Regions from separate parts of the Mus musculus genome. Here region 2 is linked to region 1. Evidence: chromatin contacts called from public promoter capture Hi-C data. All regions are on one chromosome and are shown on one strand. Each heading gives the region's core, a stretch centred on a gene start, on an enhancer-like site or on the middle of the called end of the contact. The rest is flanking DNA. Distances are from core to core; before and after follow the strand shown.

Evidence for each region. Promoter capture Hi-C pulls out the DNA fragments that hold promoters and counts their contacts.
Region 2: a contact with region 1 is called in a promoter capture Hi-C map of stem cell-derived epiblast-like cells, with 17 times the contacts expected there. The contact joins the promoter of Cyp4f18 here to the enhancer-like site in region 1. A contact is called at or near these places in 6 of 39 promoter capture datasets (hematopoietic stem and progenitor cells, hippocampal neurons, liver and 2 more), 12 of 115 datasets of contacts at active chromatin or transcription factors (the 230-238 cell line, acute myeloid leukemia, astrocytes and 6 more) and 4 of 9 other capture datasets (adipose tissue, embryonic stem cells, liver and 1 more).

The regions. Positions count from the first base shown.
Region 1 is chr8:71,128,041-71,133,658 of GRCm38.p6, reverse strand. It overlaps a transcript of Gm7827 not described here. Among named protein-coding and RNA genes, the nearest start is that of Gm7827, 9.5 kb to the left of the region's middle. Within about 2 kb of position 2,733, at least 6 of the 459 cell types and tissues checked have an H3K27ac peak or open chromatin away from gene starts, as enhancers often do. A contact at or near this core is called in stem cell-derived epiblast-like cells, where this site is marked.
Region 2 is chr8:72,006,711-72,013,038 of GRCm38.p6, reverse strand. It overlaps Cyp4f18 (cytochrome P450, family 4, subfamily f, polypeptide 18), which reads left to right and starts at 3,413. Exons shown (of 13, transcript NM_024444.2): 1 at 3,413-3,460; 2 at 3,797-3,995. The coding sequence starts at 3,798. It overlaps Gm51535 (a long non-coding RNA gene), which reads right to left. Exons shown (of 3, transcript XR_003947403.1): 1 at 4,388-6,328; 2 at 3,261-3,355; 3 at 1-3,031.

The DNA.
Region 1 (5,618 bases), core at 1,484-3,983:
CTCCTTTTGTGTGTGTTTGCCTCTTTTACTAGAGCTTTCAGACGTACTTTTAAATTTCTGGAATGTGGGCTTTCTAATCTCTTTATGGAGGCCATTGGTGCTATGAACTTTCCTCTTAGCAGCACTTTTATTGTGCCCCTTAAATTTCAGGTATATTGTGCTTTCATTTTCATTGAATTGTAGAAAGTCTTTAATTTCTTTATTTCTTCCTTGACCCAGAGATCATTGAGTAGAGAGTTGTTCAGTTCCCACGAGTGTGTAGGCTTTCTGGTTTTTCTGTTGTTATTGAAGTCCAGCTTTAACCTACTGTGTTCTGATAGGATGCAAGGGGTCATTTCAATTTTCTTGTAGCTGATGAGGCTTTCTTTGTGACCAACTATATGGTCAATTTTGGAGAAATTTCCAGAAGGTGATGAGAAAAAGTTACAAGCTCTTGATTTGGGGTGAAATATTCTACACATATTACATAGGTCCATTTGATTGATAACATCTGTTAGTTGCTTGTAGATGACTGAGGCTGGGGACGTTTCCAGTGGATGGTTGACAGGACTTGGGCACTTCTTATGGATGACTGCCAGGCTGTGGGCTTTTCCTATGAATAATTAACAGGCTGTTGGGGGTTGTTGCACAGATTTTGATAAGTTGTGTGTGTCCTGTGGATGATTGACAGGCTTTGGGTCTTGCATAGGAATGACCTATAGATGCAATTCTACAGATCTCTTGAATCTATATAAATTTTTGATAACAAATGAAAATCTAAACCCTATGTCATCAATACTTTGATTTTTTTCATTCCCATATTTCTTTTGTTTTATGCCCATGAGTAGTGTTTCCATACCTCACTACCAGCAGGAGCACAACACACTCCTAAGGTAATAGATAAAGTGTCCATGGTAATCCAGGTGCTAAATGTTAGCAAAGCAGGACCTCATGCTTTGCCATAAAATCATCAGTGTGCCCCTGGACTCATACAAAAATTGGGTAAATATCTCTACAAAGTGGTAACCTATACTATCCAACTCCCATGCTTGATATTCAAAAGGCTTTAAGCAAAATGAAACTAGGGTTCCAAAGAGTATGGCTCGTTCCATTTAATAATTTAAATTTATAGAGTGTATGAAACTTGACTGAGAAGAGGAACATAAAGATATAAGAATAGGAAGATCTGGGGAGATAGTAAAATCTATATTCTACACTATAGCTATCTAAATTATGTGTGGGAAAGAAATGGACTGATAGAACGAAAAACTACAGTTGGACAATTCAGTGTTTTTAAAGAAAACATTCAATGAGCAAAAGAATATCTTGAAACTATAATTTATAATTTATTCTTGTATTATCTATATGAAGCTCCAACTTAAAGAATAATTAGCCCCTTAGAACTACAAAATGATCAAGAAGCAAGGGGACTACAGAAAATCTACAGTTGTGTGATTGGTTCCCCTTCATAACCTAGTGCAGAATAAGAATAGGAAATAAGAATAAAGGGCAGGGGTGGTTGGTAAAACTCAATTGGTAAAATACTTGCCCTGAAAACCTGAGTGAAGATGTGGGGATAAGGGGATCCCCAAAGCTTACTTGCCTGCAAGTCTGAGAGTCAGTGTGCTTCAAGAGAGTAAATCAAACACACCAGGGATTTGGGTGAGTGAACATGTCTTTAAAACTGAGGGACCACTGGGTGGAACACACAGGGAGGCTTGATGGCCTGAGTTCTGTCCCCAGAACCCATAATGTGGCAGAAGAGAACTGTCAAGCAGCAAGTCCTCTGACCACCACACACTAGGCTCCGCATGTGTGGGACACGGGAAAATGAGAGGATGACAGTGTCAGTCTCTGTCCTTCACAGGTGTATCAATGCATACACCACATGTGCACAAGGTGAGTATGGGGGAGCAGGGTCACGGTGACAGTTCAAAATGTCTTTGTTTGGTCCATTAGCCAACACAGGAGATATTGAACTAATAATTCTTGGTGATGTCTTTGCATTAAAGTTGACAATAGATCTTATGATAAATTTTTCCGTATTATATATAACATAGTATAATTAACATGAATATTATGGAGAGATGGCTTAGCAGTTAAGAGCTCTAGTTTTGTTTGTAGTGCACTCAGTTTTGAGTGCTAGCACCACATGGCAGCTCACAACTGTCCATAACTCCTGTTCCAGGGCATTTCTCACTCAATTCTAGCATACAGTGCATAGAAAACAAACAGCAGCAAAATACTCCTCTATATAAAGCTACAAAAGTTAAGCATATACAATGAAGTAAAATGTATGTAGTTTCTTTAACTAAGTCATGTTAAAATATCCAATACAGTTCTTCAAAAGAGACAATGGGAAAGTATTTATAAACTAACTGAATTTTTTGTTTTGTTTTCCTTATAGAAGGCCTGGGAGCTGATGTCTTAAAGTACGTATGTCTAGGTGCCCAGGACCCTAAAGCAGGTAAATGATCCAGTGAGGCTCAGTAAAAAAGAGCCTAAGTATAACCTCTCCCCTCTCAGAATGCATTCCATAAAGTACAGTGTGCCCATGCTACACTCAACAGACCCAAGAAGGCTGGATAGGAAGAAGGGCACAAGAAAGGATGTTTGATTCTATTGAATGGTCATGGGATGCAGATGGAGGGAGAGAACTGCATGAGAAAGGAGATAGGGATGGAGAGGTGGGTTCATTGTCTGGTGTGGGGAGGAGGGGGGTCCATGATAATGAATGGAAATCTGCAACTGACAGGGATGGTAAGGAGGGGGCAACTTTAGGAAGAGACGGAGACATAGGATAGGGGATTCACACAAGTATCACTGTGGGTGTGCTTAGCTGTGACTCAGCATTGGCGATATGGAGCCTGGGGAGGCTTCCTCTTCTGGCTAGGCAGGAACCCCAGTGGAGCAATAGTGACATTAACCCACCCACAAAACTTTTAACCCAAAACTTTTCCTGTCTAAAGAAATGCAGGAATAGGGGATGGAGTAGAGACTAAGGGAATGGCCAACCAAAACCCCACCAAACTTGAGACCCATCCCATGGGCAAGCAACAGTCCCTGACACTATTAATGATACCCTGTTATGCTCATAGACACATACTGGTACATACTTTCCTATGAGAGAATCCACCCAGCAATGACTTAAATAGATGTAGACACCCACAGCTAAACATTAGATGGAACTTGGAGACTCTTGTGGAAAAATAAGAAGGGTGGCAGTGCCTAAGGGGATAGGAACTTCACACGAAGAACAACAGAATCAACTAATGTGGGACCATGAAAGGCAGCCTAGTTTCTGATTGAGCTAGGTTAAAAACCCCAGAGACACAGCAGATAACTCTGCAAGGAACAGTAGGTGCTTTGCCACGCTCCTAGACAACAGGATCCTAGACACCTAGGAGGCCTCTCCTCAAGACCATTTTAATGAGGTTCCTAAAGGCCTGAAGAGCATAGCCAATTAAGCTCTCCTTCCCAGACACTACTCACTGCAAAAGGTATGTAACCTCAGGCCTGCCCTGAGAAAGAGAGTATAGTTTCACTCATCACAACAGTCCTCCATGACAATAAATGCTTTAAAACCATGGACTGTTAAAGATCTTTTCCCAATCTGTTGGTTGCCTTTTTATCTTACTGACAGTGTCCTTTGCCTTATAGAAGTTTTGCAATTTTATGAAGTCCCATTTGTCAATTCTTGATCTTACAGCACAAGCCATTGGTGTTCTGGCCATGAATATTCCCCCTGTGCCCATATCTTCGAGGCTCTTCCCCACTTTCTCCTCTATAAGTTTCAGTGTCTCTGGTTTTATGTGGAGTTCCTTGATCCAGTTAGACTTGAGCTTTGTAGAAGGAGATAAGAATGGATCAATTCACATTCTTCTACATGCTAACTGCCAGTTGAGCCAGCACCATTTGTTGAAAATGCTGTCTTTTTTCACTGGATGGTTTTAGCTCCTTTGTCAAAGATCAAGTGACCATAGGTGTGTGGGTTCATTTCTGGGTCTTCAGTTCTACTCCATTGGTCTGTCTGTTGATGTACCAGTACCATGCAGTTTTTATCACAATCGCTCTGTAGTAGGACTTAAGGTAGGAGATGGTGATTCCACCAGAGGTTCTTTTATTGTTTAGAATAGTTTTTGCTACCCTAGGTAGTTATTCCAGATGAATTTGCAAATTGCCCTTTCAAACTCTGTGAAGCGTTGAGTTGGAATTTTGATGGGGACTGCATTGAATCTGTAGATTGCTTTCGGCAAGATAGCCATTTTTACTATATTAATCCTTCCAATCCATGAGCATGGGAAATCTTTCCATCTTCTGAGATCTTCTTTGATTTCATTCTTCAGAGATTTGAAGTTCTTATACAGAGCTTTCATTTCCTTAGTTAGAGTCACAGCAGGGTATTTTATATTATTTGTGAGTATAGTAAAGGGTGTTGTTTCCCTAATTTCCTTCTTAGCCTGTTTATCCTTTGTATAGAGAAAGGCCACTGAGTTCTTTGAGTTAATATTGTTTTCAGATACTTCACTGAAATTGTTTATCAGGTTTAGGAGTTCTCTGGTGGAATTTTGGGGTGTCACTTATAAATACTATCATATCATCTACAAATAGTGATATTTTGACTTCTTCCTTTCCAATTTGTATTAGTGGATATTAGCTCAGAACCTCAGAATATCCAAAATACAATTTGCAAAACACATGAAGCTCAAGAAGAAGGAAGACCAAAGTGTGGATACTTTGATAATATATCCACTCCAGTAGTGTCTCGCTTGACAGGCCAAAAACCTGGAAGCAGTCCTGAGGCAAAGAGTTTCAAGGAAACTCAGCCTCCTGGAACCTTGGCATTCCCATAGCTAGAATGCCCCAGATTTGTCCCTGCAATATCGTGGAGGGTCTTGTATGTTTTCTTACAGTATTTTACTTTATAAGAGTTAGAAATCTCAGGGCAAGCTTAACAAAGTATACTTAGAATCTTCACTACAACCAGGTATAGCAGGCTACATTGCATATTAGATGCAAGTTGGTGAATTCTTCTGACAAATGGAGATTCCCTACAGATACTTAAAAGTACAGTCAAGTTACTTTCATATGCAAGAATTTACCAAGGCCTAGGGAATATGGGGGTTTGTGGTATTGCTTTATTCATGAGAAGGTCTACTATAGCAGAACCCCCTGGTGCTAGCTTTCACAAGGCTCAAAGGAGTAGCACAAATTGTGACTAGGGTGTGAAATCCTTACCTGTCATTAGCTGACCCTAGGCAGGGCTGTTTTATCTTTTCTATAAATATTACCTATATTATATATGTTCCCTTTGTGACATTACACTCAGATTCTACACACTCTCTCTTGTTGCTTCTGTTTGTCATTCATTGATTCCTTTGCATACTTGCCACCAGAGACCCAGTTCACATAGCCAGGAGACCCAAAGAAGGGATAGTCTGCTGCAATTTGGTCCTTCTTAGCTGGGGGAACAAAATACCCATGGAAGGAGTTACAGAGACAACGTTCAGAGCAGAGACTGAAGGAAGGACCATCCAGAGACTACCCTATATAGGGATCCATCTCATGAACAACCACCAAACACAGACCCTATTGCAGATGACAAGAGTTTGCTGATAGGAGCCTAACATAGGTGTTTC
Region 2 (6,328 bases), core at 2,164-4,663, 880 kb before region 1:
TAAAAAGAACCCCATTAATAGGTTCAGAGACACAAAGCTCAGAGTCTACTGAAAGGCAGACTTTACAGAGGTAAAACCAGAAAATTTAGATATAAATATTTACTGATGCTTATAGATACCTTTTCAGGTTGGACTGAGGCTTTCCCCACCAAGAATAAAACTACAACCACGGTGACAAAGAAGCTCTTAGAGGATATATTACTGAGATATGGGCTTCCTCAGATGATAGAGTCAGACAATGGACCAGTTTTTGTGCCCCAGGTAAATCAGGGATTAGCCACTATTCTGGGGATTAATTGGAAACTTTATTGTAACCCAGAGTTCAGGACAAGTAGAGAGAATGAGCAGAACCCTAAAAGAGACCTTAACTAAATTGACCTAAGAGACTGACAACAACTGAGTAAATCTTCTTCCTTTTGCTCTCTACCAGTTATAAAACTCACCTTCCTAGATGGGATTCACTCCTTTTAAAATCATGTTTGAAGCGCTGGAGAGATGGCTCAGTGGTTAAGAGCACTGACTGCTCTTCCGAAGGTCCTAAGTTCAAATCCCAGCAACCACATGGTGGCTCACAACCATCTGCAATGAGGTCTGACACCCTTTTCTGGAGTGTCTGAAGACAGCTACACTGTACTTACATATAATAAATAAATAAATCTTTTTTAAAAATCATGTTTTGGAACAACACCCCCCCCCCATTATTCTTAACATACAGGCAGAAATCATCACTGAGTTTGAGGACCACTAATTGCTAGACAATCTCAAAGGTGTCCAATGGGCTCATAAACATGTTTGGTCTAGACTCCATGTTCTCTATAAAACAGGTCCTCCCCACCCCCGTCCCTTGCTCCACTGCCCTAAAGGTCACAAGATTGCAGCTTGAAATCACAGACCCATTTGCAGTTGAAGATGACCCTGACCAGCAGGAGGAAAATTCAGCCTCAGGACTCCCTCCTGTATCCCACTGATGGAACCCCTACCCAAGCCCCAGGGACACCACGAGGGCTGAGTGATGACAACACTGACTCCTTCTAAAATATAATAATAACTTCAGGAAGTCCCATGATTGGGCCTTCTTGTTACTAGAGAAAGGAGGGAGTGAGAGACCAAATCTTTTGGGTTTAGACTCCATCTTAGAGAACCTGACCTAAGGTTGAACTTAAGTTAACTAACAAGCTGGCACCTAGCACCAGTTTCCAGGTTACCCCCAACAAATATACACCTCCAGATTACAACTGGAGGTTCATTTCACTTCCTAACAATTACCACTCAGGAGGAAAACAAAATGTATGGTTTGGTTCCCAATAGCAGCCAATTGTTTTAAAGGCCATAATTGTCTCCTCATCAGATGTGTACCCCTTTCTTGCCTCTATAAATGCTTGCCTGAAACTGGGATAGAGGTTTTCCTCCCATTCTCCTGCATCAGAGACAGTGGTATGGCCCAAGCTCAAACTTTAATAAAGAAATCCTAACGCGATTGCATTGGATATGGCTCCTTGGTGGTCTTTTGGGGGTTCACGAACATTTCCTGGCATAATACAACAACCCCAACAATGGGCAACTGTGAATGGGAAGTCCAAGAGTCTAGTAGTTGCTCAGTCCCACAAGGCTATGTGTGTAGGCCGGTCTTCTGTATAGGCTGGACTCCTGAAGAAGTAGGTTCCAGCAGATGCGCTGGCAAGTAAGTGCAGGCAGGCAAAGAAAAAGGAACCCTTACTTTTTCCCATTGTCCTTATGCAGGCCTCCTGAAGAAGGTATGTCTCAGATTAAAGGTGTGTACCACGATGCCTGGACCTAAGCTGTTCTTTACTTGGGACTTGCTCTGTCCCAGAATGGCCTTGAACTCAGAGATCTGCTTGCCTCTGTCTCCTGGGTTTAAAGGCATGTGCCACTTTGCCTGGGCCTACACTTTTCATGGCCACTATGTCTCAAGATTTGGATCATAGATGTACCCTCCATTTCTGGATTGTAGTTCCAGATATAGTCAAGTTGACAACCAGAAATAGCCATCACAGACCCCCAGAAGTGGAACTGTTTGAAAGTATTGTCATCATTAGGGAGTTTGTCCTTGTTGGAGGAAGTCTGTCACGGAGGCTTTGAGGTTTCAAAAGCCCATGCTAGGTCCATTCTCTCTCTGCTTGCCTATCTGTGGGCCAGGATGTAAAGCTCTCAGCTATTGCTCCACTGCTATGTGTGCTGCCATGTTTCCACCATGATGACAATGGACTGAACCTCTGAAACTGTAAGCCAGCCCCAATTAAATGATTTCTTTTCTAAGAATTGTCTTGGCCATGGTGTCTCTTCACAGCAATAGAACAGTGACTAAGATATGAATCACCATGATTTTTATTTTAAATTGTGTGTATGTATGTTCGTGTCTTTGTGTGGATATGTACATGTGAGTGTGGGTACTCAAGGAGGCCAGAAGAGAGTTGGAATGATGGTGGAGGCTTTCACTGTAGCCCAAGTGGGCCTTGAACTACATTCTTTTCTCAGCCTCTCAAGTGTTTGGATGACAGGCATAGGACACTGTGACTCTATTGAGGGCTCTAGCCACCTGACATCCTGGCTGTCTGGCTGGAGGAGGCACTGAGGATGTAGAGGGAGTTATCTCTTACTCATCTTCTTTCTCAGCAGCTGTATTTGGAGCCAGCTCTTCAATACCTACAGAGCAATCTCAGGAGGCCAGGAAGTGAATAGGCAGTCTGCTGGGAAGAGTATACTGGGTATAGGAGGAAAAACAGATGGCCATTAACAATGTTTCAGGGTGCTTCTGGTATGGAACCACCTCATGCCTTGAGATCCCAGCACTGTCAATGCCCCTCTCTTGAGAGGGAACTGTTCTCAGTAGGGTGAGACAACATTGTAGAGGGAAAAAGCTTTGGGCTTTAGGGTCTGACAAACCTAAGATTGTTTTGGGCTGTGCAACTTGGCTTAGATGCTTGCCCTCTCTGAGTTTCAGTTTGTTCTTCTGTTGACACTCGGGATTCTGGTCCAGACTGCTTACAGGCTGTGTGAGGATCCTGGGCACCTGAAGAAAGCAGACAGTTTATGTAGACTAGCCAGGGCACAGGAGGCATAATTTAGGGAGAGGAGCTACAGCACTTTCCTCACACTCTTACCAAGAGCAGAGTCCCACAGTGGTGACCAGCCTGTTTTCTCACACCCTCTTTTTGGTATTTTATCTTCATGAAACCATCCACCGCTTCCTCCAAAGTCCTTACACAAGGGGTGTGAAGTCCCGAGGACCTGGTACTCACTCTTTGTGACTCTGACAGTGCAGTCTTGCTCTGCTTCAAATTGGCTCCGCCCCCACATGATGGCCACCTATCCAGGCAGGGAGAGGCAGCTGGGCCTGCAAGGGATTGGCTGGTCTAGCCTAGACTTCTCTAGGTGCCCCTGGTCAGGAGTCAGAGAAGGGGAGAGACAGACCTGGGAAACACAGTGCTCCTGAGAGAAGGTACCAGACTAGGGCCATTGGGGCTGAGAGGTCCTAGGCTGGGGCAGGACAGGAAGTCAGAAGCAGATGTTGATTTCTGGCTAATAGTCCATGGTTTAGACTCTAATCAACCCCTTTCCTCCATCCTCTTTCATTTCCTCTCTCTCTATCTCCTTCTCTTCCCCTTTCTTCCCCTCTTCTCCCCTCCTTGCCTCCTCCCATAGATTGCCCTGGGTCTCCCTTCCTCCCCAGGCATTATCCCCAACTCTCTAATTCCCTATCCCTGTCCTTTGCCCTAGACCACACTGTCCCTCTTCCATGCCCCAGGATTTCATCCTGTGTGCATTTGCCCTGCAGGATGTCACAGCTGAGCATGTCCTGGATGGGCCTGGGCCACACAGCAGCCTCTCCATGGCTGTTGCTGTTGCTGGCTGGGGCCTCCTGCCTTCTGGCTTACATCCTTACACCGATTTATGGTGTTTTTGAGAACTCTCTTCGCCTCCGCTGTTTCCCACAGCCTCCCAAACGAAACTGGATCTTGGGACACCTAGGCCTGGTGAGTGTGGTAATAAGGTGGGTCTGGGGTTTCAGGGTAAAAGGAATTGTGAAGAGCCTTGAATAGAGCCCAGGGAGCTGGGCACAGAGGTGTGCTGGACTAGAACAGCAGAATTCAAAGTGCAATCATTTACAGATGCACTGTCCTGAGCCTTTCCCACACGGAGTCTTCTCTGAGTACTTCTCCAGCCTGTTTTCTCTGCAGATGTGGGCATGCTGCAGGGCTTCCAGCAAGGCTTACTCCAACAGAGTAAGGACCTTGGTGTTCCCAGGTTCTGTTGTGCTAGACTTGAGGTCTCCTGAGGGGAGACCAGAGCCAATCTCCACTATACCATTTGTTTTCAGCTCATCTCTGGCTTCCCACTGGTCACAGAAATGACCTACAATCCTTACCCAGACACACCCAGGGGCATAGACGGTCCAGGGGAGCTCTGAGGGCTGATTTCCTAACTCCCCATTCTTCAGCGTCTTCCTCTTATGTCTGGCTTCTCCACTGAGATGTACCAGTGAGTTATGTTGCTCAATCTAGATATGATCTAGCCTCTCACTTCCTCTTTTGGAAGCCTTCTCAGAACCCATCCTCCACAGCACACTTTGAGCATAGACTTCCATCTGGTTTTCCCTCTGTGTGATTTGGAGACATTTGCTTTCTTTTAAGTGGCACAGTGCCAGGTGTACAGAGGGCCATAGAGATTCTGCCAGAGCCTGATGTCAGCAGAGGACAAGTGAGAGTGGTCACCCTGATGGAGACTTAGAGGTCACCTTTGCTGCCTTGGGGTCTGCCAAGGCCAAGTTCCGCAGATGTGGTTGTCCTCCCTCACAGGAAGAACCAGAGACCACATGGTGTCTTGTTAACTCTCCTGGGAGATGTGAACAAGTCTATTTATCCCAGGTGGGCACCAAAACAGCATGTCCATCCGTGTTCAGCTTGCTGAGAACTATGGGCTTCTTAAGAGTTTTTATTTTTTTTCAGAGAACAGGTGAGGGGCTATTAATGGGATCATGGGTAACCTCAAATGGCTGTATCATTGTAAGGTCCCACCCATCATGGGTGATAGCCTTATGGAAGCTGCACCACGAAGTCCTGATTTAAAACCTCTTTTCGTATATACTGAAGTATATCCCAAGATCATATTTTACTGGGGTAGAGAGTCATAGCTGGAGTCCCAGGAGAAGATCTCCGGACCTTCCTTCAGGAGTTCTGACAGCTCTGACAGCATCCCCTTTGATTTGGCTACTACTCTTATGGGCAGCTATAGTTGCCATGACTACCAGGAGAAGTTGAAAATGACACCACTTTAGGCTTAGAGGGGAAAATGCCATATAAAAATAGACACGAATGCTGGGACTGCTCCCAGGATGAGAAAATCCACATTCCAAAGTCAAGGTGCACATCACGGTGTCGAGTGACTTTTCTTGGGGAGACACATCTGGGATAAGGCACCCAGGACAGGGTAATGAAACAACTTCACTCAATCTTTCTTGATGAGCTATGGTGTTTGTTGGGGTTCCACACAGGAGGTGATTCAGGCAGTTGCACCACTAAAAAGTCAACCCCAGCATGGGGTGACAACTCATGAAAGCAATATATCCCTATAGCTTCCTACTCAACATGCAGGCAGCTCCACCAAAGAGTGTTCTCCTTCCCCCAATCCTGCAACTGTTTACTAATGATATCCCTTAGGGAGTGTGCTTGTTAGTCTTATTAATTTAGTAGGCTTCCTGAGTCTTGTGACCTTCCCTTCTGAAAGAGGGAGTGTTCCAAGCTGAAGGAAACAAGTCCACAGCAAGTGGTCTGAGTATTGTGAGAGACTTTTTCCTGGGAGACACCACACAGTCTGCTAAGTCCAGATGAGGAAAATAGGTGAGATTCAAGTGATCATTCTTACCAACATCCACCTTGGGGAATTGGTGAGTTTATTGGAGTTAGTGACAGATATGGATGAGGGTTATGGAAGCAGGGAGGACCCAAAAGCAGGATGGTGACACAGGACCTCCCTGCATGATTGTGGGCAGCTCGCAGGTTAGAGAGTGCTCTCCAGGTGCCAGGCTGGCCAGTATCTACCACAGCAGTGTTTCCTGCTTCTGTAACCTGGAAAGGGCTTTGGAAGTCTTGACCTTCTCCACCTTCTCAGACTCCTACACCCCAACTTTCCAGAGGGAATGTTTTGATTTAGAGAAAATTATTGCTGTACAATTAAACAACATATACTAAACCTGCCTCTGGCAAGTGCCCTGCTGGTGACACTATTTTGGAGGTTCTGGAAACTTCAGGAGGTGGAGTGTAGTTGGAAGACATAGACCATTAGGGACAGATCATTGGTGGGGGGGGAA